6 separate regions of the Mus musculus genome follow, and all the other regions are linked to region 1. Evidence: chromatin contacts called from public Hi-C, HiCAR-type and promoter capture Hi-C data. All regions are on one chromosome and are shown on one strand. Each heading gives the region's core, a stretch centred on a gene start, on an enhancer-like site or on the middle of the called end of the contact. The rest is flanking DNA. Distances are from core to core; before and after follow the strand shown. Region 1 holds the start of Rnf122 (ring finger protein 122). Region 2 holds the start of Dctn6 (dynactin 6). Region 3 holds the start of Gtf2e2 (general transcription factor II E, polypeptide 2 (beta subunit)). Region 4 holds the start of Ubxn8 (UBX domain protein 8). Region 5 holds the start of Ppp2cb (protein phosphatase 2 (formerly 2A), catalytic subunit, beta isoform). Region 6 has its middle 50 kb from the start of Gm33281.

What was found. Promoter capture Hi-C pulls out the DNA fragments that hold promoters and counts their contacts. Hi-C and Micro-C count contacts between places; a contact is called where the count stands out from the background. HiCAR-type assays count read pairs that join an accessible place to other places. Capture Hi-C pulls out chosen DNA fragments and counts their contacts.
Region 2: a contact with region 1 is called in a HiCAR-type map of astrocytes, with 8 times the contacts expected there. The contact joins the promoter of Dctn6 here to the promoter of Rnf122 in region 1. A contact is called at or near these places in 3 of 39 promoter capture datasets (hippocampal neurons, liver and pre-B cells), 2 of 115 datasets of contacts at active chromatin or transcription factors (astrocytes and embryonic stem cells) and 1 of 9 other capture datasets (adipose tissue).
Region 3: a promoter capture Hi-C map of liver shows a contact between it and region 1, with 5 times the contacts expected there. The contact joins the promoter of Gtf2e2 here to the promoter of Rnf122 in region 1. A contact is called at or near these places in 4 of 39 promoter capture datasets (cranial neural crest, hippocampal neurons, liver and 1 more), 1 of 484 Hi-C or Micro-C datasets (muscle stem cells), 2 of 115 datasets of contacts at active chromatin or transcription factors (astrocytes and cardiomyocytes) and 3 of 9 other capture datasets (adipose tissue, liver and pancreatic islet).
Region 4: a Hi-C map of B cells shows a contact between it and region 1, with 8 read pairs. The contact joins the promoter of Ubxn8 here to the promoter of Rnf122 in region 1. A contact is called at or near these places in 4 of 39 promoter capture datasets (cranial neural crest, embryonic stem cells, hippocampal neurons and 1 more), 1 of 484 Hi-C or Micro-C datasets (B cells) and 2 of 115 datasets of contacts at active chromatin or transcription factors (astrocytes and pro-B cells).
Region 5: a contact with region 1 is called in a Hi-C map of myocytes, with 2.2 times the contacts expected there. The contact joins the promoter of Ppp2cb here to the promoter of Rnf122 in region 1. A contact is called at or near these places in 2 of 39 promoter capture datasets (cranial neural crest and pre-B cells), 1 of 484 Hi-C or Micro-C datasets (myocytes) and 2 of 115 datasets of contacts at active chromatin or transcription factors (astrocytes and embryonic stem cells).
Region 6: a contact with region 1 is called in a promoter capture Hi-C map of 3T3-L1-derived adipocytes, with 6 times the contacts expected there. The contact joins the enhancer-like site here to the promoter of Rnf122 in region 1. A contact is called at or near these places in 5 of 39 promoter capture datasets (3T3-L1-derived adipocytes, hippocampal neurons, liver and 1 more), 1 of 484 Hi-C or Micro-C datasets (neutrophils) and 1 of 115 datasets of contacts at active chromatin or transcription factors (astrocytes).

The regions. Positions count from the first base shown.
Region 1 is chr8:31,109,747-31,114,287 of GRCm38.p6, reverse strand. It overlaps Rnf122 (ring finger protein 122), which reads right to left and starts at 2,461. Exons shown (of 6, transcript NM_001368375.1): 1 at 2,116-2,461. The coding sequence starts at 2,140.
Region 2 is chr8:34,105,997-34,110,537 of GRCm38.p6, reverse strand. Dctn6 (dynactin 6) reads left to right here and starts at 1,826. Exons shown (of 7, transcript NM_011722.4): 1 at 1,826-2,119; 2 at 4,132-4,196. The coding sequence starts at 2,097. It also overlaps a transcript of Mboat4 not described here.
Region 3 is chr8:33,729,780-33,734,320 of GRCm38.p6, reverse strand. Gtf2e2 (general transcription factor II E, polypeptide 2 (beta subunit)) reads right to left here and starts at 2,254. Exons shown (of 8, transcript NM_026584.3): 1 at 2,192-2,254. It overlaps 1700104B16Rik (a long non-coding RNA gene), which reads left to right and starts at 1,834. Exons shown (of 2, transcript XR_004691281.1): 1 at 1,834-2,532; 2 at 3,244-3,787.
Region 4 is chr8:33,639,205-33,643,745 of GRCm38.p6, reverse strand. Ubxn8 (UBX domain protein 8) reads left to right here and starts at 1,770. Exons shown (of 8, transcript NM_178648.2): 1 at 1,770-1,896. The coding sequence starts at 1,809.
Region 5 is chr8:33,596,996-33,601,536 of GRCm38.p6, reverse strand. It overlaps Ppp2cb (protein phosphatase 2 (formerly 2A), catalytic subunit, beta isoform), which reads right to left and starts at 1,916. Exons shown (of 7, transcript NM_017374.3): 1 at 1,519-1,916. The coding sequence starts at 1,620.
Region 6 is chr8:33,197,135-33,201,675 of GRCm38.p6, reverse strand. No RefSeq gene overlaps it. Among named protein-coding and RNA genes, the nearest start is that of Gm33281, 50 kb to the right of the region's middle. Within about 2 kb of position 2,640, at least 51 of the 459 cell types and tissues checked have an H3K27ac peak or open chromatin away from gene starts, as enhancers often do. A contact at or near this core is called in 3T3-L1-derived adipocytes and astrocytes, where this site is marked.

The sequences.
Region 1 (4,541 bases), core at 1,212-3,711:
GCATTGTGGGTGACAATGGAAACCTGTCCATAAAACTAAGCAAGAGATCTGTTTCTGTTGCAGTGTGATTACCTTTCATTCTATACTCTCAAGTACAGAATTGATTCGGATGTTATTATTATTTTAACTTCAGAGTATTTGTATATAGGGTGATGTGTCTCCAGGATACAGCTCAAGTCTAAACATGAAATTCATCCTGTTTCATGTACACCTCATTCATGCAGCCTGAAGAGAACTTTACACATTCTAAATATTTTGTGCATGAAGTTTTTTTTTTTTTTTTTTTTTTTTTTTTTTTTTTTTTTTTTTTGGTTTTTTGAGGCAGGGTTTCTCTGTGTAGCCCTGGCTGTCCTGGAACTCACTCTGTAGAGTGAGTTCTGGCCTGGAGCTCAGAAATTCGCCTGCCTCTGCCTCCCAAGTGCTGGAATTAAAGGCGTGCACCACCACACCCAGTCACGAAGCCAAGTTTAATGGTGTGAAATTTTCTCTTGTGACATGCTAGACTTCTAGAAATGTTGGACTTTATGAGATTGTATTGTCAATCGGAAATCAAAGAATGCTCATCCTAGGATATGAGGTCTCTAGACGTCCTTCAAGGGAGCAAAAGTGGGGTTCCATCCCCTCTGGAGTCATAACACAGGATCTGCCAGTCACTTTAATAAGTGCAAGATAAAGGGTGCTGAGCAGGTCAGTGATCGATCGAATATGTTTAATAGGAGCAAGCTCTGCGTTCCAACACCGCGGGGGTGGGGCAAAATAAAACTCTTTCAAAGGATGCTGCCCAGAAAGGTCCGGGTTACTGACAGCTTAGCTCTAGCTAAATCCCAGGTCCATTGTCTTCCGACCTGACACCAGAATGTCTCATCTCAGCTGGCAGTCTGCAAGCTGGAATGACGTCAGAGCGGGGCTGGCCAAGACCAGCGGATCTGGGAACTGCTTCTTTCCAGCCAAAGGGAATCTTTCCCAGATGCTGGGATACACCGTCAGGCCTCAACCCCCCATTCCCGCCCCTCCTCTCCATTACCAGCCTATCACACACAGCTTGGTTCATTTTCAGGAAATTAGATCCGACCAGCAAAAGGAGGAAGGAGGGGGGATGGGGGCTACTCATACACATGCGGCCCAAACCCTGCTTTAAAACAAAAGACTCTTGAAATAATTAGTCCAAGATCATGCAGAAGTCTACTTAAGAATGGATTTTTCACAAGCAACCAGACTGCCATACCAAAAAACTTAAAAAAAAAAAAGTTAGCTTCTTTCCACCTCGCCAACTTGCCTAGAAAAAGTGATCAAGATTTTGGGTACTTCTGGGGGAAGGGTGGGTGGTATTAACATCGAAGACTTGGCTCAGAAAGATCCAACAGGTAGCCTAGACAGGAAATCCAGACCCGCTTTCTAACCTGTAACACCTGAGCTGCCCCAAAGCCTCAGATGAACTAATTTAGCATCATCACGCGGTGGGGTGTGGGAAGCGGTTGGTGGTGGGTGGCTGGCTGTGCTGGAAGGTACCGTCACCACCTAGGCTGAAAGCAGACCCCAGGGTCTGGCCTTATTGCCAGAAAGCAAAGCTTTTGCCAGGCCAGCCCTGAGCTGGGGGCCCAGCTTTCTTTCTGCAAGGCTTTATCTATTCAGTAAAGCGACGCTCTTTTAATCCAGCGTCTGGCCCCTAGGAGCCAGTGAAAACCAACAAAGAAAAAGAAAGTCACCCCGCGCCTTGTCCCGCACGCTGCACTGTATACATATTTAAAATAGCCTGCAAAGTTTCAGAACCGGAACTTGAGCTCCCTCTAGGAGATCCTAGCCCGAGCGCGGATTTAATTCTCCAACCACCACAACAAAGAACAGAGTTTGAGAGCGCACAAAGGCAGGCGAAGGGGTAGAAGAGATGGACCGCCATACAAAGGCCGGGAAGACTCGGCTCACACGCCCCTGGCCCTCCACTCGCTTCCAGACCCCCTTTATTCCCAACAAAGTGAATGGGATCTTTCTAACTGCGCGCTGTGCAGAGCCCAGCAGGGCGCCAGGACGCCTTCTGGGCCGTCCCAGACACCGGGAAACTCGGCTCAGGACCTGAACCTGCGCGGTCCCTGTTCTCCCACCGGTCCAGGGACTCACCGTTACACCACTGGAATGGGTGCATCAATGAAGTCAAGGTCGGCTTCCGGGAGCAAACCGAGGCAAGGTGTTGGAGCTGGAGGGGCTGTGCACTGAGACCGCCGGGATGGAGATGCAACTCCCGGAGGAGTGGAGTCAAGGGTTACAGAGAGGCCGGTTTGCAGAGCAACAAAGAGGGCAGAGGAGGAAGCAAAGTCTTTTCGGAGCGAAGCCCTACCGAGGGCCCGGGCCGGGAGGGCAGCCGAGAGAGCCGGGATGCCCGGCCGAGAAGGCAGTAGCCAGGACACGAAGCCGGGCTTGGGTCCCACTGCGCTGAGCAGTGCGCGCTGGGATTCCGAAAACTGACACCGCACGGCTCACACCCCCCTCCCTAGGACTGCTCCCTCCCGGGAGCCCGCCCCCTTTTCGTCACCTGCCCTCCGGCCAATGGGAGCCTTTCTCCTGCCCTGGGGTATTATTTACAAGCCAGTTTACCCTCTGGACAGGGGAGCTTTTTTCTGGGTAGATTCCTACCCCGCCTCCTAGCCAGACCTGGGGAGTCCCTAGCCTGCAGAACGGCGTGAGAGGCGACGCCTGCAGGGGGCGAAGATCGCCGCCTCCTAGGACCCGGGCGGGGAGGGCTATGGTGGTGGAATGACACGAGGATTAGTGCCACTTTTGTTTTCCGCCTACAGATCCGTGTCTGTCTCGAATTTCTATAGCTCTGTAGAAGGCAGTCCTGGGAGTTGGTTCCACTTGTCCTTCGCCTTTAGACCTGGTTATGCGTGGCAGCTAGCGCATTCCCAGACCCACCGCGAAAGGAGAGAACTGAGGCAAAGAGGGCAAAGCAGATGAAACTCAAAACTCCATCTTCAAAGGGCTATTGTTCTCACATCACTTCAGGACAGAGCCTTCTTTTACAAACAAGAATAAGGCCTAAAGCTGAAGGCCATACCGTGCCAGGATTCCAATCTCCTAGACTGTGGCGAAAACCCGGAAACTGGCTTTGTCAATGGCCGGGACAGGGGTCTTGCTTCGGTGTTGAATGGACAGGGGATGAAGGGGGGGGGGGATCTCAAATCTCCATGTAGTATTATTTATTTTGGATGACATTGCATAGTTTATTTTATATGTTTATTATTTTGCTAATGGAAAGCTATTTGGTCCTAACTGACCTCCAACTCCAGAGATCTGCCCTCCTCTGTCTCCAGGGTGCTAGGATGAAAGGCCTGTGCCACCATACTCAGGCTTGTTTATGTATGCTTTTGTTTATCTTTCCACTTAAAAGAAAGTATTACCATCAGTGCATAGAGTATCATTGAAAGTACCCCGGTGCAAGGCGCCACAGCCACGTTCAGAAGCAGTGTGTTGAGTAGACCCACAAATAAGCAAGCAAAACGGCCTGCTCTTCCTTTGTCAGGACTTATCATCCCACTATTGATTTGTTGGAACTGAGTCTCTGGCCCCTGAGCGAGCTAATGCATGCGAATGAATGTTTTGCCATTTCCAAGCACAGTCGTTAAAGTATCAAATATCCTGACCTGCATCTCAGGGCTGCTGGAACAAATGCAATCTTCTTATCTCTGGGGATGGTCGGATAGTCTCCAAATCCAGAAGGCCTTTGTGGACGGTGATTGTGGTGTTTGCATATACACCGTACTTCCCTTAACATCAAGTTGCATACCCCCCACCCCCCAATATTTGTGTAACTTAACAATATGGAAGGCTCACTGTAGTTCATCAATTTAGTGGGGGCAGTGTCGTGTACAGATCAAATTTCTAGGTGTTGTTGTTATTGTTATGAAACAGGGGTTATTAACTATGTAGCCAGGCTAACCCCAAACATAGAGGTTTGACTACCTCTGTCTCTTGAGAGTTGTGTATGTGGCACCACCGCCTGGCTGTCTTAGTGGGATCACTGCAAAGGGTTTCTAAAGGCCTCTCGGATCCTCCCCTAAACCCCACCCCCTCCACTTTAGAGCCCCAGGGAGAAATGTGACATTTACTAACTCTGGAGCTTAAGCCCAGATATTGTTTTGTTTGTTTGTTTGTTTGGATGGTTTTGAGTTTTTGAGACAGGTTTTCTCTGTGCAGTCCTGGCTGGCCTCGAACTCACTCTGTAGATCAGGCTGGCCTCAAACTCAGAAATCCGCCTGCCTCCCAAGTGCTGGGATTAAAGGCGTGCTCCACCAAAGTGCTCCAGAGGCCAGGTCTACAGAGTGAGTTCCAGGACAGCTAGGACTGCACAAAGAAACCCTGTCTTGGGGGCGAAAAAGTGCTCCAGAACACTAGGCTGGCCTTGAACTCACAGAGATCCACCTACTTCTGATGTGCCTTGTTCCCTGTACCAACCCTGCAGCTGTGGAGAGAAATTAGTATGCTGATTTGATACTGATCAAGAATTCCTCTTCTCATGTATCCTTCTGATTCTTGCCTTTGCCTCTTCA
Region 2 (4,541 bases), core at 577-3,076, 3.0 Mb before region 1:
CCGTGGGAAACCTCAGAGACAGGACAGACCAAGGAGAGGACAGAATGTTTGATCTTAGAGACACCTGCAGGAACTAGAGCAATTCAGCAAGGACAACGGTGAAGAGATGGCTCAGAGGTGAAGACAGGCACTGACTGCTCTTCTAGAGGTCATGAGTTCAATTCCCAGCAACCACATAGTGGCTCCCAACCATCTGTAATGAGATCTGATGCCCTCTTCTGGTGTGTCTGAAGAGAGTGACAATATACTCGCATACATAAAATAAATAAACCTTTTAAAAAATAAGAAGAAAAGAAAAAAAAAAGTATAAATGGGAGTTCCAAGATCTACTCTAAAGTCTAAGACAAACTCTGTGGGCTACAGACATATGAAGTGAAGAATCTTATCCTAAAGGCTTAGAACACAGTTTCAAAAGAATTGTGACAGGAAAGGCCCCCACAGGTTTAGGGAGATTGAGGAAGTAGATACAGGAAGCACTAGACAGGAAGACCAGAAAAGAACCTCCCCTGTCATACTGTATTTAAAACACTAACATGGAGGACCATAAAAGAAAAAAAAAAGTGTATTTAAAGTGCAAGAGAGCATCACCACACCACATCACCTGAACAGGTGTGTCCCTCTGAATGAAGGTAGGCTGTTCAGCTGAAACTTTAAACGTCTTGCAAGAGCTCACAATGATGTATTTCAAAGTCTGAAAGTACTCTGGTACTGCACCCACTAAACCTACGTGTTCTAGCTAAAGGAAAAATAAACACTTTCTACTGCAAAAACAGACTCAAAGCTGGGCAGTGGTGGCGCACGCCTTTGATCCCAGCACTCCGGAGGCAGAGACAGGTAGATTTCTGAGTTCGAGACCAGCCTGGTCTACAGAGTTAGTTCCAGGATAGCCAGGGCTATACAGAGAAACCCTGTCTCAAAAACCAAAAACAAACAAACAAACAAACAAACAAAACCAGACTCAAAGAACACATTACCACTAAGCCAGGTCTACAGAAGACCTGAAGGAATCTTTCAGATTGAAGAGAGAAACAAGTCCCTCTGAGAAATCATAAAAAAGAATAAACCACACTAGAAAAACTGTTAAAACAATACAACAACCACTATAAAAACCAGGAAAATGGCAGGAGCCATAACTCTGAGTAACCAAGGGTGACCTTGAATTTGTGATCCTTCCTGGGCTGGGTTTATGGGTGGGTTCTGCCATGGCCAGTTTCGTGTGACTCTCTGGAATGAACTCTGGACTTCATGCATGCTAAGCAAGCACTGTACCAACTGAGCCAACAGCCCCAACACACCCCCTTTAAGATATTTCTTGGTGTGACTAGAAATTGCTTAATTAAGAAACAGATTGTCCCGGATAACCAGGAGTGGGCCAGATTCAATCAGTTTAAAGGGTTCAGAGCAACACTGAAACTTCCCCCCTGAAAAGAAGAAATTCCACCTGTGGGTAGCAGCTTGGCCTTCCAAATGAAAAAGTCCCAGCTTGATCTACGGGTTTCGAACTTGCACAGCAGATCCCTAACTAATTCCTAACAAAACCCTCGTAATTCATATCTCCTGCTGGTTTTGCTTCTCAGAATGAATCCTTATTATGCCACCTGGGTCCTACGTAGCAGTAGTTGGGAGATGGAAAGACAGCTTGGTTTCTTCAAAGTTTAATAGCGTGAGATGACAAAGCCTCAGAAGAGCCAAGCACACACACATACACACGCATACGCGCGCACGCGCGCGCTTGTAAAGAGACGTTTAAAAACTGGATTTGATGTTCAAAAGAGATTTTGACAGGCTTAGGGAGGAAGTTAAACGTAGAGTGAACTTAACGATAAGGATCAGGGCTGATGGGGTTAGGATAGACTTGGTAAACACTGTCAAGTGGAAAAAACGACTTTCCAGGAGGCAGAAGCGAAGCAAGCCAAGCCAACCCCGAAAAGCAAACCATCCTCAGCACGCAAGCGCGAACCTGGAAAGCAGAAGGCGGGTCTCTCAGGCCCCGCCTCTCCCAGGCCGTGCCAGGCTCTGCAATCCCATGCAGAGATCATCGCTCTAGCCAGGCTGCAAAAATCGATCTCAGCTCTTCCTGAGACCCGGGCTTGACGATGGCGGAGAAGACGCAAAAGAGGTACGTGTTAACACCTCCGCAGGGGCAGAACCCGTTTCTGGTCGCGGCGTGGGGGCACTGAGACGGTGTATAGGTGGATGGCTCCATAATCCCATACCTGGCGTCCGTGGGGTGTGGGGGCGGAGAGGGTTTGTTCCGTGACCCCCACCCATCCCAGCACGCCTGCGCAGACTCCATTGGGGCTGCGTGGGGGACTCAGGGAGGCTGAGGGAGGTTGTGCGGGCGAGAAGGCTGCTCAGCGGTGGCTGCACCGTCGGCCCTGCCTCTGATCAGGAAGAGGGAGGCCTGGAAGAAGACACTGATGCTGTCATCCTTATGTCAGTGCCTGAGAGCCCAGGGCCGGCAACTATGGCTTTTCCTGTCACAGTCTTCACCAGTGAGAGCCGTTGGTGGAAAGAGACCGCATGGATAACAGAAAAGCATAGGGATTCATTTGCCGTTGCCTCCTTTGTCCTGGGATTAATGTCTTGAGATATACATATACATATACAGCTGTATGTATATGCATGTATCGGTGTTAAGGTGTGTGCGTGTGAATGTTGTCTCTCAAGCCAGAAGAGGGCGTGGATCGCCCCGGAAGCAAGCATTCAGTTATCACAGGACAAAGATCTAGAGAGACAGGGTGTTTCTGGGCAACTTTCGGCTCAGAATCGAGAATACTGGTGTCAGAACAGTGACGCCCCAGGAATAAACTTTGCTCTAAGAACTTTGTGGTATGCATTATCATTTGATGGTCTGTAGAAATTCTAGGGTTAGTGTCCTGATGAGTTCTAACTGTCAGCTTGAAACAACTTAGAGTCATCTGGGAAGAGGGAACCTCAATTGAAGGATCGTCCATGTCGGGGTGAGTGTCTTGATCTGTGATTGAGATGGGAAGGCCCATCCCACTGTGGGCAGAGCCATCTCCAGTCGGGTAGGCCTGGGCCATTTAAGAAAGCTACTTAGCAAGTGGGCCAGTAAGCAGTCATAGTTCCTGCCCTGAGCTCCCTGGGCATGGTGAGCAGGAAGTGTAAGGCGAATAAACCGTCTCCTCCCCACGCTGCATTTGGTCATGGTCTTTATCACAGCGACAGAAAGCAAGACAGAACAGTTAGAATACTGTTAAGAAATAAAATCCAAAGCTGTTTTGTTAAGCATTTAAAAGTATATGTGATTTTGGCCTAATAGGCTGTGTGCCACTTAAGAAGTTCATAATACATTAAACATTCTTACCACTGACTTGCTATTTTTCCATGAATCTCTTAAAACCTTTTTCTTAGCTACAGAGTCAGCATAGCTGTATTAAAAACTTTTTTTCATATTATTTTTTGGTGGTGTGAATGACACAGTCTCCTATAGGCTCATGTGTTTGAGTACTTAGACCCCAGTTGATGGTGCTGTTTAGAAAGATGCTCATGCACACTCGCACTTGTGAGTGCATGTGTATGTGTGTGTATGTTTGTTCTTGCTTGCACATGCATGTGTGTTTCAAGCTGTGGTGTCTCAGCTTCCTGGTTTTCTGCCACCTGCTGCCTGGCTCCTCACAATGATGGACTCTTATCCCTCTGGAATCTTAAGCCACAATAAATTGTTGCCTTCTACAAATTGCTCTGGTTACGGTGTTTCATTTCCACAACAGAAAAGGAATCCCTTCACATTGATTGATTGATGGATAATTGAATGTGTTTATATGCGTGAGAGTACACACATGCAGTAGTATACTTATGGATACTTATGGACACTTATGGAAATTGATTCTCTCCTTCCACCGTGTAAGACCCAGGGATTGAACTCAGGTGGGCAGACTTGGCAGCAAGCACCTTCCTTTATCAGCCCCTTTCTCCACTGAGCCATCTGGCTGGCCCCAGCATACCTTCTGTAACATATTTACATTTTAATTTTATTTCCATGGGTTCCAAGGCTCTGAATGGGTCACTGGGCTTAACACAGCAGGGCTTTATCCATGGAGCCCTCTCACCCACCGTCCATACTTTCAGTGTTACTCAGGATGAGTGTTCTCTTTCTTCCTACAGTGTGAAGATTGCTCCCGGAGCAGTAGTGTGTGTAGAAAGCGAAATCAGAGGAGATGTAACCATAGGTAAGAAAATGGTTGATGTTTCTCGAGAGCTAATGCTGGGTAACCAACTTTAGCGCTTCTCCTTTCAGTCCAGTTGTTTGTGTCTGTTACGCTGAGGCTTACAATTTTTATTGGTTTTGTTGTTATTTGTTTTGTTTTGAGTTTTTCGAGACAGGATTTCTCTGTGTAGCCCTGGATGTCCTGGAATTCTGTAGACCAGGCTGGGCTCGAACTCAGAAATCCACCTGCCTCTGCCTCCCAAGTGCTGGGATTAAAGGCGTGTGCCACCACTGCCCAGCATTTATTTGTTTTTTGAGACAGGGTTCCTCTGTGTAGCCCTGGCTGTCCTGGAACTCACTCTGTAGA
Region 3 (4,541 bases), core at 1,005-3,504, 2.6 Mb before region 1:
GATTTCTGTGAGTTCAAGGCAAGGGTCTACATACAGAGTTCTAGGACAGCCAGGACTACATAGAAAGACACTGGAGGGGTAAAAGTGTACAGAAAATTCCTGATTTAGGAGGTAAAACTAAATGATCATTCCCGCTCCTCCCCCCCACCCCACCCCCAGTTATAAAACTGTAGTTTTATAAGCATTTTTAAGCAATCTCAACACAACCAGAACACAAGAACCACCAGTTGAATCACCATGAATCTTACAAAAAGTCTTTTCTCTTCCTAGCACTCTGCAGCACGGTTCAGAAAAGCTCACTCTTGCCCCTGTGAATGAATTTCACACTAGTGTTCAGTCAGGGGGGAAAGACCACTCTACAGAGGCTACTTCCAATGATAACCCTTTCATACACTGAAAATATTTTAAGTTGAAAAAAAATGCATTCAATCCATCTTTTGTACTGAACATAAATGCCTAGCAACCTGGTACACAACAGCATATCAACTGTGCCTTTGTGATATCGACTGGGAGCTCACGGCAGCTGCCTAGCATCATTAAAGTACTAAGTCACTAGCCTAGCAAAACAGCGTTAACCTCAAGTTCAGTTTTTACTAAGTATTGCTTCCACGTACATCTTCAGGAAAGCCGGAGCATCCTAACTGGTTCCACACACACTGAGTTCCTTGATTAAATAACAGGGAGATGGAGACTGGAGATATAGCTTGCTGGAGGCAAGTGGCAGTGTGACAGGTTCAATCTTGATCCAAAGGGATTTAAAAAAAAAAAAAAGCACTCATATGGAAAACTCACTGTGAACTTTATGTAAGAAGAGTCGAAGAGTCCCTGGTCTAAGAGTAAAACATCTGCTCCTCCCAGTTTCAATTCCTAACATTTGAGCAAATAATCTACAGAACTGCTCTAAATGTAGTTTCCTCCTAGGTCTGGGGAATGGGGCACTATCAGTGTTGTACATACTTGGCTCAACTCTAAAAGTGAGGAAGTATTTATGAAAGATTTTTTTTCAAGAGTAATTGTTATTTTGGTTGTATTAGGTAAGAAATTAACATTAACTTAATATGCAAGTGAGAGAGGTATGAGTAGGGAAAGCATGAAAATAAGAAAAAATTCACAACGTGAGAAGACTGAGGAAACAGGCAGTTTGCAACTCCTAAAACAGGAACATTTTACTTCATAAGGTCAGATGACTAATCTGGACGTCAAATAAAGACTTTAGGACAGATCAAACCTGTACAACTTAGAAAAACCTAACTACATAATGCCCACAAGTCTGAAAGACTAAGCATTAGTGCTATGGCTAATTTTAACACATAAAACCTGAATAGAAGTGGCACAACTAAGTAAGAAGTCATGTGTCCCAGCCCTGGAACCCTAGCAAAGCTTTCTGAAATAAGAGAGACCTCTCTATATGATGATACCAACAAAGGCACCCAGAGCAAGCGGTTTACTCTCCGGAGTTCCAACTAACTTTTCCTCCTTTTGCAACCAACATCTGTACTGCAGTGCACATCTTAGGGCTAACCTGGGTGGTAAAGAAACTATATCCACGTCTACTTTACATTAATCTGGTCAATCAAAAGCCCCGAACAGGATGTTACGACCGAGAGCTGGTACGTTTCACGGTGGATAGCTACCGGAAAACTAACATTTCAAATCTTCAGGCTCCACTGTCCAGTTCTTTCCTACCCCAGAATCTGCAATCTTCCAGCAGCCTGTCTGTCTACTCTGTCTCTCGCTTCACGGCTCGCCCCCGAGTACCGGAGCACATCAGGAAAACGGAGCGCAGAGTTCGATCGGGAAAATACCTCTCGACTCCTCCGAAAACTCACAACCTCAAAAAGTTTAAAGCAGCATTAGAAAAGCCAGTCGGGAGGGGACGCCATGGTGGTCCCCCCAACTCCACACAGGGATGAGCTCGGCTGCTGTGGTTGTGGCCAAGAAGCGGTCGGCACCATCCGCTCGCCCACCCGGAATCCTTCCCGCTTTCCAACCCGAAAGTTTGCTGTATGGACGTCCGGCCTAAAAGACAATGCTGGCTGGGGCGAGCCCCTCCTCTCGGGGGCTCGGCTTTGGAGAACGGCTCGGCGGCGTGGCGTCCACGCGCGCGTCCCCTCGGAAGACGCGTCCCGCTTCGGGGCAGCCGAGTCCCACGCGGGACTCGTCCCCCTTCGCCCGCCGCCGCAGTCCCTACCTCAGCGCCCGCAGCCCGCGCCGCCTCCCAGCCTCCGCCTCGGCCGCACGCACGCACGCACTCACGCACGCACACACCCGCCCACCGCGGGCCCGCTTCCCGCCCCCCGCCGCCGTCGCGGCGCGCACGCCCAACACGGACCTGCCAAGGGGGTCGAACCCGAGGCGGCCGTGGTGGTGGCGTTGGCGACACAGCCCCGGCCCCGCCCTCCACTTCCTGGTGCGGCGGCTAGGACGCTCGCTCCCAGCAACCACCGCGACGCCGCTCCGAAAAGGCGCCTGCGTCACGGCGTGCTCCGCCCCGAGTTTCCATGACGACCGGAGCGCGCTCAAAGGCTGCCGGTAGCCACGTTTACTCTACCAGCTCTGCTCTAGGGAAGAACGGAAAGCCGCTTTTCTTGGCACAAAGTCGGAGCAGCTCCTTCAGCCGGCTCTGGAGTCTAACCCAACCGGCAACATTACCAATAAATCTGTCATATTTTTTGGAGGGTGGGTGGTTTTGGTTATTTGAGACAAGGTCTTCCTGTGTTGCCCTGATTGGCCTGGAACTTGAATTAAAGTTGCAGAGATCGTTCTGCCTCGGCCTACCAAGTGCTGCTCCATGCCAAGCTTTTTTATTTTATTTCAAATACCACTCACCAGAACCACCTTTAACAAGTGGCGGGGGGCTTGGGGGTGGGAGGGACAGTCTAGCAAAGGCAAACTCAACATAGAATTCAACTTCTGGACTTCAACCTCAAAACTTACAGCTCAGCTTCTGCGCTTCGAACACCGGCTCTTTTCATACCTGTGACCTGTCTTTGATTTTTTGGGGGACAATATAAGATGTGGGTGCGATATTTGGCAACAACAACAAATAATAATAATTGGCCCATCCTGCACCCTACAACTATCCTTGTTTGTACAGCCTAATCCAGTATTTAAATATCCCATAGCTGTAGTTTATTAGTACTAATTACTTTGGGTCTTAGTTTTGTATGTCCCGCCCCCCCCCCAACATAGGATACTAGTGATGATGCAGAAACTAACTTTGTATAACTAAATTTTTGTCAGGTCCAAAGGAGAGTCCAATTCTTCAAACTTCAAATGACAGTCCGAAGATCCACTAGTTAACTTAATCTGGACTATACGAGGAGTTCTAACAACTGACAAAAGACGGCGGCATTCCTCCGGAACTTGTGAAGCTCTAGTTTCTGTCTAGGAAAATGACTCATTTCCCTTTCCTCCAGCAAAAGTGACTTATGGCTCTCCAATTAACATGTCAGCACAAGGTGCAAGCCCGGCAGCCTCCAGACTCCCTCAGTCCCTACAAGCACTTATACATTTCAAAGCCTGCTCACCAGTCCCCTGGCCCTTCCCACCCGCCCACCGATTACTCATTCTTCTTGTTCACTCTTCTCCGCTCCTGCTGCTGCTTTTCTCAATAAGCTTCCCCTATTTTCTATCAGTGGCCATTTTCCCGTTTCTTGTAGACAGTCCTGGCAAAGCCCAGTCTGCTACACATGGTCAATCTACTACTTTCTCTCTCTGCCCTGGACTCTCCAGATCCCTGTGGCTGTTCTCACTCTCATGTCTCCAATAAAAACCTTAGCCATAACATGGGGTGGTCATGTTGGCAGTTTCTTCACCACACCCCTCTTGTATACATCCAGTGCCAAACATGCATACAGTCTTAGGGTTACCGGGATGAAACAACGTAATGAAACCCTTGGAGAGGAAAGGGTTTATTTCAGCTTACACGTCCAGGTAACAGTCCATCTGTCTTAGTAAGGCTTTACTGCTGTGAACAGACACCATGACCAAGGCAACTTTTATAAGGACAGCATTTCATTGGGGCTGGCTTACAGGTTCAGAGGTTCAGTCCATTATCATCAAAGCAGGAACATGGCAGCATCCAGACAGGCATGGTACAGAAGGAGCTAAGAGTTCTACATCTTCATCTGAAGGCTTCTAGCAGAACACTCACTTCCAGGCAGCTAGGATGAGAGACTTAAAGCCCACACACCACAGTGACACACCTACTCCAACAAGGCCATACCTACTCCAACAAGCCACACCTTCTAATAATGATACTCCCTGGGCCAAGCTTATACAAACCTTAACGCCATCACTGAGGGAAGTCAGGGCAGGAACCTGAAGGCAGAAGCTGATGTAGAGGCAATGGGATTGGAGGAAAAGATCCCCCTGCCTCCACGCTCTGCTGGGATTAAGAGCATTTGCCATTGTTGTGCTCTGAGTCCACAGGAAACCCAGATGAGCCCAAGAATGTCAAAGTCTGCTGCAACTCACTAAAGAGTCTTTTATTGTTTCAAGTTTGAACTCAGATAGTCAACCCAGCACTCACTGCGTGA
Region 4 (4,541 bases), core at 521-3,020, 2.5 Mb before region 1:
TGATTCTCAGCACCCACTTGGTGGCTCACAAGTTCTAGGGGATATAGGCATAACACCATATACATAAAATAAAATTCCCCTCCTCACATATTATATCCTGATTACAGTTTCTCCTCCCCCTAGTCCTCCCCACCTCTCATCCCATCTGGATCCACACCTTTCCTGTCAATATGAAACAGGCTTCTAAAGGATAATTAAAATAGAACTAATACATCAGAATCAGAGAAAACAGACGGAAGGGGAAGAGCCCAAGAGAGAGTGTAAGAATCAAAGCCTCATGTTGGCACACTTGGGAATGCCATAAAAACACTAAACTGGAAGCCATAATATATACACAAAGGAACTTTAGGGTAAAAGGAGGTTAAAAAAAAAAAAAAGGCAGGACTCTGACATGACATTTCAAGAGCAGGAACCTCTAAGGTTGTATTGGCCATCCACTGCTGGCCATTCAGTCTACCATCGCAAATGTTTTTCAAGTGAGCCTTCCCTGGAGAGAGAATTTACTTTTTCAAGTGGTTATCAGTTGGAGATAGTGGCTGGATTAAGGATGGGGATAGCTGTCTACTTCTTTGGGCTCTAGGAGCTTATCGGTGAAGATCCACACAGGCTCTGTGCATGCTGCCTCAGTTCACTGAGTTCACATATTTATCGATCTTTTTTGCTTTGGAGGGCCTTGTTTTCTCCGTGCCCTTCATCCCTTTTGCTCTTACTCTTTCTGCCTCTGCTCCTTTGGGGTTCCCTAAGGGGAGGGTTTCATATTCACCCATTTAGGGCTCACTGTTCCAAGGTCTTGGACGCTCCTCTGTATACTTTTTTTTTCTTTTGTTTTTTTCAATCAGGGTTTCTCTGTGCAGTCCTGGAACTCACTCTGTAGACCAGGCTGGCCTTGAACTCAGAGATCCATCTGCCACTGCCTCCCTAGTGCTGTGGTTAAAAGTGTCCGAAGTCCAAACTCCAAACCTTCACACTTTAGTCACTATCTCCTCAGGAAATTCTTCTCCACACTGCAGAACGTGGTTCTGTAGCACTCTATACAGACATTCCTATCATGGCACCAGACATCAGATAGTCTCTGTACAGGACATGTATCCCAGGGCTGAGTTTGTTTAGGACAAATTCAGTAACTTACACATACTTGGAACTTAAGCTAAACTGAAGAGCGACTGGGGGTATTGATGGTTGAGGACTTGCCAAGTTGGGAATCTTGTCAGTGGGAAGGCCCTCCATTCCTGAACTCTAAGTTACCAGAGCTGAGTCATGGAGTGGCAGGGAAGTCACTGTGAGGCCAACGTTAAGTCATAACTGTAACACGTGTAGGCATTGACAGGGAGAACAGTGAGTGGGGGGCAGGTCTAGGGAACTCTCCACGCGGGTGTGGGGCAGGAACAGGCACTAGGGAGCAGACCCCACTTTTAAGCTTCCCGCAGGACCTGTTAGGAAGAGAAGATGCTTAGTAACTAGTTAGCTAAGAACCAAACGCCCTGTTACCCCCAAGGGACACAAGGCCACCGGGCCTCGCAGCGTCAACCGCCCCTTTTAAGTCATTTCAGTCTTCTGAGCACCATCTTTTAGACCTGCACAGTCTGATAAGCCACTGTCATCGTGACCAGCCTCAGATCCACAGGACAGGGACCGTCCCAGCCGAAGGAGATGACCCGCGCCGTCTGAGCAATCGCATCCGGGCCCGCGCCCCAGCCTCAGGGCACAGCATCCTCCCTCCATTCCTCCCAGCCCGAGGCCTCCGGGGCGAGCTCGCGGAAGGCACGGCCGGAAGGGGCGGGCACTGCGCCCAGCGAGCCCTCCGCGCCATGGCTTCTCGTGGCGTCGTGGGCCTTTTCTTGCTCTCTGCTCTCCCTCTCTTGTGTCTGGAGCTCCGGCGCGGGATCCCGAGTCTCGGTAAGTGTTGCCTTTCTCCTCTCGGTGCTCCCAGCTGGAGTGTTGTCACCTGAGCGGCGCGGACCTCCGCGCGCTTTTGACTACAATCCCCAGAATCCATCGCGCCCGCCCCTCTTCCGGAACCGCCTCCATTTCCGCGGGAAAAAGTTCTCTTGATCTCTGGCCAGGGTCGGCTTGGAAAGGGACCCGAGTGAGAAGCGCAGGGACAGATAGGAACTGTTTCGCCTCTAAGAGTAATGAGAGCCGGAAGTAAATAAGCTGATAGCTGAGCCATGTTTCAGGTGAAAGCCTTTGTGTCATGATCAAGGAATGGATGAAAGGGAGTCCCCAAGTACCATTTCTGAGAATCTTATTCTAAGTCAGACCCTGTTTGCAATCTCACTCTCCACTACTGCCACAACGACTTGTAGGTACTGTTAGCCTAAAAAACAGCGCTCTGCCCCAGAGCAGGTCAGAGTTTATTTTGGAATCGAATCTAAATGTCCGTGGTGTTCTGAGAATACGGATTTGGGTTACTTCAAATTCTCGGTTCCACGGTTCCAAAAGTTTTTATTGTAACAGCCAAAAAAATGTCACAAAACACCTTAAATATATGTAGGTCCATCAGGGAGATGAGTTACAGCAACGTGTAGGAAAACCTCTCGCAGAGGGCTCAGGTGCTCACAAAATAAACTTTTGGATTGGTAGAAGGTTGTGGGCTAAGTTAATATATTGTGTAGGTTCCATGTGATAGGCATAGTTAGGTCAGGCATATAGGTGAACAATGAGTGACTATTAAGTGGGCTAATTAAAGCCCATAATAATCCATGGTTAGGCTCTGGACCTGCAACATTTGAACCATTCCATAGTCTAAAAAGTTCTTATCAGTTAATCACCTTCTGTAGAACATAAAAGTAAGGGGATACTTGAGTTTACAGTACTGTTAAAATCTTTACATTTGAGAGCACTGTGATTTATTGAGGACGATCAGTGACTAATTGGAGGTGGTTTTGATTTTTTTTTAAGATTTATTTATTATATGTAAGTACACACAGTAGCTGTCTTCAGACACACCAGAAGAGGGCGTTAGATCTCATTATGAATGGTTGTGGGCCACCATGTGGTTGCTGGGAATTGAACTTAGGACCTTTGGAAGAGCAGTCAGTGCTCTTAACTGCTTAGCCATCTCTCCAGCTCTTTCCTTTCTTTTTCTTTCTTTCTTTCTTTCTTTCTTTCTTTTCTTTTCTTTTCTTTTCTTTTCTTTTCTTTTCTTTTCTTTTCTTTTCTTTTCTTTTCTTTTCTTTTCTTTTCTTTTCTTTTCTTTTCTTTTCTTTTCTTTTCTTTTTCTAGAGTTTTTCTGTGTAACAGCCCGTGGTGCCCTGGAATCACTTTATAGAGCAGGCTGGTCTTGAGCTCATAGAGATTCACCTGCCTCTGCCTCCCCAGTGCTGGGATTGAAGGTGTGCATCATCACTACCCTGCATGGTTTTTATTATTATGTGTGTCTTTTGAGTCTTCAATTAGCTTAGGTTAGCCTGTGTCTTGAAGCAAACCTCCTGCCTCATGTTTTCAGGTCCTATAGTAACCCATAGTTTTTTTTCTCTCTCTCTCTTTTTTTTTTGTTGTTTTATCGAGACAGGGTTTCTCTGTGTAGCCCTGACTGTCCTGGAACTCACTTTGTAGACCAGGTTGGCGTCAAACTCAGAAATTCGCCTGCCTCTGCCTCCCGCCCCTAGTTTTTTAAAGGGCCATTCTGGATTCTGTGTGGAGAATGCTTTGGAATGGAGCTATAGTGCAGAGTAGTGAGCCAAGTTAGAGTTTGCTGTAGTGAATAGTTACAGGGATGGCTTAGACTGGGGCAACAGAAGGAATATGAATGAATTGTGGACAGAGTTGAGATACGGTGAAGCAGAAACAAAAGCCCGCAGGTTAGTCTCCATGTCTGCCTCCCTCCTTAAGCACACTTTGTGTGGTGTGTTGTTGTTGGGTTTTGTTTGTTTGTATTTTGAGACAGGGTTTCTCTGTGTAGCTGGCTGACCTGGAACTCACTCTGTAGACCAGACTAGCCTGGAATTCAGAGATCAGCCTACCTCTGCTTCTTTTTTTTTTTTTTTTTTTTTTGGTTTTTTGAGACAGGGTTTCTCTGTGTAGCCCAGGCAGTCCTGGAATTCACTCTGTAGACCAGGTCAAACTCAGAAATCCGCTTGCCTCTGCCTTTTAAGTGCTAGGATTAAAGGAATATGTCATCACTGCCCAGACTCTAAAGTGAATGGCCAAGCTAAAGTTCTTTTTCCTCCAGCCTGCCTCCTCCTGGACAAGGAGTCAGATGCCCTGAAACATGCCCAAGAGAAGTGAAAATGAAATGATCTTTGAAAAGCTACATTAGGGGCTGGAGAGATGGCTCCCTGGTTAAGAGCACTGGCTGCTCTTCCAATGGACTCCCATTCAATTCCCAGAACACACATAGCAACTCAAACCTGTCTATAACTCCGGTTCCAGAGGAAACCAACACCCTCACATAGACATACATTGCAGGCAAAACTAATATACATAGAATAAAAATAATTTGAAAAAAGCTAGATTGGAGTATATAAAGACTTTTTAAGCTTAAGCTTCTTCTTTTTGTCTTTTCTTTTTTTAAAGAAGGTTTATTTATTACATAAGTA
Region 5 (4,541 bases), core at 667-3,166, 2.5 Mb before region 1:
GACACATGCACCCGTAGGCACATACCCGCATGGGCATACCAGGGTCATGCACAGGCCAGGAAGCCAGCTATTTCTCCCACTGGCAACTCCATCCTCTGGGCTAGAGGACAAAGCAGTGGGTGACACTGAATTTGTGGAGATAAGCAAAGAAAAGAGACCCACAGCCTAGGATGTAAGCTCAAAAACACGGGATAACTGGTAATCCAGTTTACTTAGAAGTGGAGTTTAAAAAAAAAAAAACTTTAAAAGACTCACAAACCTTCCTAAGAGTTTAAGACTTCAGTGTGATACTTCAAAGCCATGGTACAACCTTCTGTAAGAGTGGATCCTAAAATTATCAGAAAGTCAAATGGAAACACCTAGCCGGATTCGCCACCTCTTGGTTTATAGGTTGGATGTCACAACTACAATAAGGTTGACTGACTCAATTTCCAAACTGGACAGCCCAGTGGTGCTCCAGCTTGAGAGAGATCACCTAAAAGGTTACCTTTAAGACTTAACGAAATTACAGGTTATCACACAAGATAAATAAAAGCTAACTGAGACGATACACAAACAGTTTCTGAGGGAAACACCCTTTTCTTCACGGCTCTACTAGAAGAAAGAAACTCTCCTGTGCTAAGTACTTATTCAACCCACAAAGGCCCTGGTCAACTTGAAAAGCGCACCAAGAGCCATCTATCACTCCCCACCCCAAGTAAGGAGTGCCTGTTATCAGACGGATAAACAAAATCCTTTGGTAGGATCCTAACTTCTGGGGAAAAAAATGTAGACTCTGACTTGAATACTTAGCTCCGTTACTCTCTCGCAGGGCTCTTGAACATGGGGAAGCGAGTTAGCCCACAATAAAAAAGAGGAATGAAAAAAAAAAAGACTCTAAATAAGATGATATAAGCAAAAAAAAAAAAAAAAAAAAAAAACCCAAAAACCTAGCGGTTAATAAACCAATAGATACACACACATGTCTGAAAGCTGAGAAGACACGATCAAAAAGGGATTACCTAATCCATTACCTGCAAGCTATAGCGTGGGGTCGGGAGGGATACACAGGGTTAAAAAAAAAAAAAAGGAAGTAACTTTCTGTAACGTGGCCGGTTCTAAATAGCACCTATCCCAGTTAACGTTGCCAGTAAGCACCGTTTCCAAATTCAGCACCTGCTGTCTTCTTCCTGAAAAAGACGTCCCTCTCCATAGCCACTCGGCCGCCCAGACCAGCCTTCAGTCATCTGCCTCCGCCAAACCCAGGCTGGGAGAAGGCTCGGCCTGCCATCACGCCCACTAGTGTGCAAACAAAAGCTCCTTGCACTCCGTGGATCACCTGCGAGCGATCGACGCCACACTAACCACCGCTCGGTGTTAACGACTTTCAGGGCAGTTGTCCGTGGAGCCCGGGGACTGCAGCAGCCTGGTTTTCGGGGCGTGGGGTGGGGTCCCGCACCCCGTCCCCTACTCCAGCCGGGGGCCAGGGCCCGTTTCCCCCCCCGACCCCTGCGCGCGCCTCCGCGGCGGGCCGCCTACCTTCTCGCACAGCGTCCGCACTTGGTTCTCGTTCAGCTGCTTACACTCGTTCAGCTGCTCCACCCACTGGTCCAGCTCCTTGGTGAACGCCTTGTCGTCCATGGCGGCGAGCCGCGCGTCCCCGCCGCCTCCCCCGCCGCCGGCCCCCGGCGGGACCACCGAGCCGCGGAGCGCGCAGCCCGCGCCCCGCCCAAGCCCAGCGGGCAGCCGCGGGCCCCGGCCTCCGGGAGCGCCCGCCCCGCCCGGCCCCGGCCACGCGCCTGGGGCGCGGCGAAGGGCTTACGGCTCGGAGCGCAGAGCGCGGCGCAGCTCGGCTCGGCTCCGGCCCGACGGCGCCCGCCCGCCCGCTGCCACCCGCAGGCCTCTCCGCGCTCTGGCCACGGCCCTCTCGCTCTTTCTCTTCCCTCCCTCCGGGTTTCCGTCATCGCCCCGGCATTTCCGCCGGGAAAAGGCGAGTGGGCGGCGCCGCCGGGCCCGGCGCACGAGGAGGGGAGCAGCGCCCTCGCGCGGCCCGGCGGAGAAACGGTCCCCTTGCATCCTTCCCCCGGTCCTCCTGCCCACTCTGCCCTTGGGGAATCCGGTTCTCGCCTTGGACCTCTCTCCGCACAGGGCATTGAGACTGTTGGGCTTTTCCCTCAACCTTTCACTACCCTAGAGCATGCACTAAATATTTATTGAGTAAATTTCTACTCTTAGCAGTAATTCATTGCGTAGCCTTGAATCTCAGACCCTTTCTGTCTATATCAGAAAGATAACTTTTAACAAAGGATGTATTTACGTTTATGTCACGTGTGTACAGGTGCCTTGGGAGGACAGAAGAGAGTATTGGCTCTCCAGGAGCTGGAGTTGGTGGTATATGGTGCTAGAAACCAAATTTAGGGCATCTGTAAGAGTAGCACACATTCTTCATTCTTTCTTTCTTTCTTCTTCTTCTTCTTCTTCTTCTTCTTCTTCTTCTTCTTCTTCTTCTTCTTCTTCTTCTTCTTCTTCTTCTTCTTCTTCTTCTTCTTCTTCTTCTTCTTCTTCTTCTTCTTCTTCTCCTCCTCCTCCTCCTCCTCCTCCTCCTCCTCCTCCTCCTCCTCCTCCTCCCCCCCCCCCTCCCCCTCTCCTTCCCCTCCTCTTCCTTCTTTCTTCTTTCTTCTTCTCTTGGTTTTTTTCAACACAGGGTTTCTCAGTGTAGCCTTGGCTGTCCTGGAACTCATTCTGTTGACCAGGCTGACTTCGAACTCAGAGATCCACTTGCCTCTGCCTCCCAACTGCTGGGGTTAAAGGTGTGCACCACTACCACCAAGCTGTGTTTATCCTAACCTCAGCTAATCTCTTTAAACCATGAAATGATTTTTAAATTTTTCTGTGGCCATTCCATCTTATCATTCTTTGTTGTGACTACTATGATGCCTTGGCTGTAATTAGTGATCTTTATATAACAGGGGCTAGATACCGAGACCTTTAAAGCTGTGCTCACAGACCCTATTTCCTGGGTCTGAAACATGTACGGCTGCTTCTGCTGTTCGCAAGTGCTCAACAGCGTCATGGTTCCTGAGTTGGTTTTGTCAATTTCTCAGCTTGAAGCAATCCCCAAACTGCCTCTAGCTGCAGATTTGTCATTAGTTGAAATAAGTAAGCACAAAATCTTGTCAGTTGTGTGAGTACATGGACTTTGTGAAGTAGATGATCTCCAGTTTTAGGTGGGCTCTGGGCATCACACTCAGGCTTGTAGGCAAAGTACGCTGCCCCCCAGCCATCTCTGCAGACCTTGTTTATTTTAAGACAAGGTTTCTTTTATTCCAGGCTGGCTCCCTGCTCTGGAGTTGAGGATGACCTTGAACTCCTAATCCTCCTGTCTCCACTTTCCAAATTCTGGGATTACAGGCACTGCTACCTACCACACCTCTCTCAACGATGGAGTGGGAAAAGCAGCTGCCCAGTGGTACAGCAACACTACTACAGTGCAAGGGTTGGGAGCTGACTTTATAAGTTATGAGTGAATATCGGCAGTAAGTAAGAGAGACTAAAGTGTTTTACTAAGTAGTGCTATAGAGGAGGCAGGAATTTGGTCCCCCACACTTGCCACCCCGAGGCAGTTTTCACTGTGTGCCACAAGCTGCACTGGTACCTGCAGTGTCTTGCCTCAGCTTTGTGAGTTGCTGAGGTTAGCAGCATGCCCCTCCACATCTAAATGCCTTCTCTGTGAAGTGTGGCTATGCCTGGGGAACTCAGGATTCCCTTGAGTGCGTTCTCTGTCTTATTAACGAAAGCTTTGGTAAATAGAAGGAAGCTCAAGGACCCGTTTGTCAGAGTTTAAGAGAACAACAGGCAGGGCTGCAGATCTTGGCAATTTTGACCAAGAGGGAGATGAAGAAGAGGAAGAGAGGAAATCACACCTTTTGAGGTAAGGCCTCAGAAAGCAGGCATGTTCCATAGTGGAGCTACAAGGTGCGAGGAGTAGAGAGTAGAAAAAGAATGTTCAGAGGTCAGGGAAGAAGTTATAGTCTGTTAGGAAAGGGAAAGCATCCCCAAGAACTGAGCATCAGTAGGTTCCGGGGAAACTGGGCCCTGTATAAGTCATTAGCATAGCATCCTCTGCTGTCCTGACGGCCCTCACTTGAGCTGAAGTGCCCCTCTTGCCACACAATGTTGGGACGACTTTGCACATGGCATCTAGGAAACCAAGACCCTTTTTAGAGTACTTTGTACAGTCTATGTGCTTTGCATCTTTCTTCTCACTCCAACAGCGCCATACAGTGAACACTCCCTCCATCTGACAGATGAGGACGGACACAGGCGTGGGATGTGGTGTTGTAAAGGGTCCATGATCCACCGAAGAATGACACCCAGGACTCAAGTATGTAAATGCAGAGTGTTTTATTTTACAGAAGTCAAGCATGCTGGGGTCTCCCATTACCAAGATACAGGGACAACAAAGTGAGCCATTCCCGTCTGGGGTGTGGGGGCTGGAAACTTGCTGGGGAGGTCTGGAAACTGCTGCTGAACCATTCATTGCCCTTGCCTCAGGCCAGGTG
Region 6 (4,541 bases), core at 1,391-3,890, 2.1 Mb before region 1:
GCAGCTACCTGGAGGAGGAGAATGAGAGAGAGAGAAGGCAAATCAACACTATTTCACTTGCCAGCATGGAGGTCTACCGCATGCACACACACACACACACACACACACAAACACAGGACAGAACAACACAAAAAGGTTGTAACATTCTGAGGACTTACAAGGGTGGGCAGACTCAGCTAAACTGAATGCATGGCTACTTATCCTGTAGGAACTTTGGTAGGAGGAGGGATTTCTGGGAAGGAAATTATAGTATTTTATTAAAGGAATAGTTATCCCACCGATTTCTTTAGCATCACTTAAAGTGAGCCTGCCTTCCTTGGGGCGGTTCTTACTTCCTGAGAGGTGGATTTTTGGTCACTGGATTAGCCCACCCAACTGGAATGTTAGGTCTTCACCCAGGGCAGACATTTCATTCTTTTAATCAGGAGTTTTCCCTTACTGGGCATTTCTTGCTTTCTAACAACAGGTTTTAGAGATTGAAAGTGTTATAAATGTTAGGTCTTAAAGAACAGGTTCAGGGCAAGAAACCAGGATGGTGCCTTGTTCTTCAGTGTGGTGAGAGGTTAGATGATAGTGGTGTGTGTGTGTGTGTGTGTGTGTGTGTGTGTGTGTGTGTGTGTGTGTGTGTGAGAGAGAGAGAGAGAGAGAGAGAGAGAGAGAGAGAGAGAGAGAGAGAGAGAGATTGATTGTAGGGTGGGTTGAGAATATGCCCAACTGTCCTACATTGAGCTGACACATCTTGCCTGCAGGTGAGGGAGGTGGCCTTATAGATGGATATAGGAAAAATGCATTGGGAACCCAGAAGAGAATTCCCAGCTACAGAAGGTAATTTAGACCCCCGAGTTCCAAGCTATTCTCTGTAAAGTGACTAGAAGAGGAGACAATACTAAATTGTCTTTAGACATATCCCAGCCAGACTAGAAGAATCATGGATTGTTAGATCCAAAGTGACTTCCCAAAATGGCAGTGCTAGTGAAGATGTCCTAAACAGAACAACTCTGGTTGGGTAAACAGTAGCTTACAATGGCGGGTTTCTGTTTGCCAGGACTTTACCTTAATCCTCCCACAAAGGCAAGAGCTTCTAGTTCCTGTCAGTCTGAATCCTCCCCCTCCCCTGCCTCATAGAGCAGTTTGATCGCACTAAACCTTCCTTCCTACCTACTGAAGGGTCCAGTCCCATGGTTTCACTGTGCCCTCGCTTACATGGATGTAAGGTGGTGAAAACCACTGTTGTATTTCTGTTCAGGAATGGAAAGCTAAAGGGGAAAGGATGCTTTGAGTGAGATTACTTTGGGTCACATTTTGACCTTGGGATGGCCAGATGGTTCGTCCTTTTTTTTCCTTTTCTTCCTCTTCTTTCTTCTTCTTCTTCTTCTTCTTCTTCTTCTTCTTCTTCTTCTTCTTCTTCTTCTTCTTCTTCTTCTTCTTCTTCTTCTTCTCCTTCTCCTTCTCCTTCTCCTTCTCCTTCTCCTTCTCCTTCTCCTTCTCCTTCTCCTTCTCCTTCTCCTTCTCCTTCTCCTTCTCCTTCTCCTTCTCCTTCTCCTTCTCCTTCTCCTTCTCCTTCTCCTTCTCCTTCTCCTTCTCCTTCTCCTTCTCCTTCTCCTTCTCCTTCTCCTTCTCCTTCTCCTCCTCCTCCTCCTCCTCCTCCTCCTCCTCCTCCTCCTCCTCCTCCTCCTCCTTTCTCTCTCTCTCTCTCTCTCTCTTTTTCTTTCTTTCTTTCTTTCTTTTGGATATTTTCTTTATTTACATTTCAAATGTTTCCCCCTTTCCCAACTTCCCCTCCAAAAACTCCCTTTCCCATCCCCCCTTCTCCTGCGCACCAACCCACCCACTCCCGCTTCCCTGTCCTGGCATTCCCCTACACTGGGACATCGGACCTTCTCAGGACCAAGGGCCTCTCTTCCCATTTATATCCAACAAGGCCATGTTCTGCTCCATATTCATCTGGAGCCATGGGTCCCTCCATGTGTACTATTTGGTTGGTGGTTTAGTCCCTGGGAGCTCTGGGGGTACTGGTTGGTTCATATTGTTGTTCCTCCTATGGGTTTGCAAACCCCTTTAGCTCCTTGGGTCCTTTCTTTAGCTCCTCTATTGAGGACCCCAGATGCAGTGTCTGGGGCTGCCTTGCTGCTCCCCACATTGACCACAGCCATAGGTTCACAGTGTGACTCACAATGGTAAAGGCAGGGAAGAGCTGGCCCTTGCTCTCTCTAGGGGCTGTAATTAGCCTGGTATTTTCTGCCTTTTGTCATGGTAAATGGTGCCTGCCAGTGTTTTGCATGTGCTGGAACTGTGAAATAAATGACTCATTCCTCCTTCTCGGGAAGAAATTTAAACTTTCCCGAGGGACCACAGTGCCCTCCTGGCTCCAAGAGAAATCCAACTTTATTTCCAAATCACTCACTCTTTTCAGCAGGGTCCCACTTCTTGGGGAAAAGCAGCCCTCTGCTTGTTTAAGTCTTGTTTCTTGGGAGGTTGTGCGTGGATTTGTCCTGTTCGCTAGGACTCTTAAGTAGCTGGTCTAATTTTCTTCCAGGTCTTGGTAGGTAGCCAGCTTCTGCATTTATCAAACCCACCCATTGTTCCACAGCCGGCTTGCCTCAGTCCAGTCTTCCATTGCTCAGTCCACAAAGAACGGAAGAGAGGAGAGCCTGTCCACAAAATAGAGTCCTTCTCCAGTGCAGCTCTCTGGAACACCAGAAGGGTCATTTCCCAAGGGCTTTGGGGCCTTTTTTTTTTCCCGTCGGACCTACACTTTAGTTTCTGAATTGATTTACTAGCAAAGCCTCTACCAGATGTAATGCTCCTGGGGCCATCTGCTTTTGAGTATTGGTGTGAACATCACCTTAAAAAGTTAGACTTTATGGTCAGTAACAACATGTGGTTTGAGGTCACCTCCAGCTACCCTGTTCAGAGCAGCAGCAGCAGCAGTTAGCAATAACAAAGCAATAGCTTGTCCCTCATGGCAGTGGTCTAAAATAGCTCAAAAATAACATCCACATCGAAAAGGTCCATGCTGGACAAAATTTCCAAGGAGCTTCTCTTAAAGAGACCACAAAAAGTAACAAGAAAATAGGCAATCCAAGGCCCCCTTTCTCACATTTTGTAGCAACAGGTGGTGTTAGCATTTCTTCTAGGCTCCACCCCAGTTACCTGGCAACAGCCATGTATGCCCTATTCATTATAAAAGGGGCTGCTTGCCCCCTCTTCACTCTCTTCTCTTGATCTCTTAAGGTCTTCCCGCTCTGTCCCTTCTCTCCCCATTCTCCTCCTCCCTCTATCCACAAGTTTATGGCCAGCCTCTTCTCCTTCCTTTCTCCCTCCCTCCCTCCTTCTCCCCTCTGCCTTTCTCTGTCTCTACTACTCCCTCAACTCCTCTCCCTATGCCCTGAATAAGCTCTATTCTATACTATACTGGGCTGTGGCTGGTCCCTCAGTGGGAAGGGATGCCTCAGCACGGGCCTGCAGAGGCCCCACTTCCCTGAACCATACCGTGCCCCCACCAAACATATCCCTAGTCACTCCCCTTGAGGGACTAATTGAAGGTTGACTCCGATGCACTGGAAAATAAACCTCTTGCTTTTACATCCACCTGAGTCTCGTCTTGGTGTCTCATTGGGAGGTGGTGGGGGGATCTCGAAGTAAGCACTACTGACTGAGGGTCAGGGTCTTAAAACATCTTAAAAAAATAAAAAATTTCTCTGGGATTAATTAAAAGCTAATGAAAGAACTCAGTGGGGAAACCCCCACTCAGCTCCCGATTCGGCGTGCACCCAAGAATCACGAATAGAACACAACACCTTGATGTAACATCAAGAGGTTTTTTTAATGGCAGAGCTCCGGGTCGAAACGTATCTCACATAACAGGAGACAGTGGATTCAACCACGAGGCTTGGAAGCTAGGGGTTTTTATAGAAAAGGAGTGGGGCTGGGGGAGGAATTGGCGCGGTTTCACATGATTGGTCCATTTAAACATCAGCGGCCTGTAACATTTAACTTAGGTCAGAGGGGTGGGAGCTAGAGAGGCGATGGGCCTGCCCGGGCATGTCCTGGTCTGTTCTGCTGTGTTCTCAGCCCCAGGTTTCAAAGCTCACAAACAACTCTTTGGGCTATTTGACATACATTACATGAATTACAGTTTAATTTCGTTTCACTAACATGGATTTTTCTTTTGTTGTTAGAGATCTTGATCTATGCTCAGTTTTTATTTTATTTTTTAAAGTGAGATAAGCATGTTTCACTTCAAGAAAAAAAAATCTTAGCAAATAAATAAGCAAACTTACCAAAGGTCTGTTAGGGTCCTGATTCTATCATACAAGTCTAGGTCTTTACAAAGAGCAACTCTTGTGAGACTCCCTAAGGGTTAGTTATCTGGAACTTGATTTGTACTCATTTTATTACAACAGGAATTACCTCTACTGTGATACTCCTACTGTAGTTGGTAAAGGATGTAATGTACTTCTGGGGCCACATTAAAAAGAAGGCATCAGGTTCACTTGATGAGACCAGTGTTTTATGTGCAAGTCTGTGAAAGCTAAAGC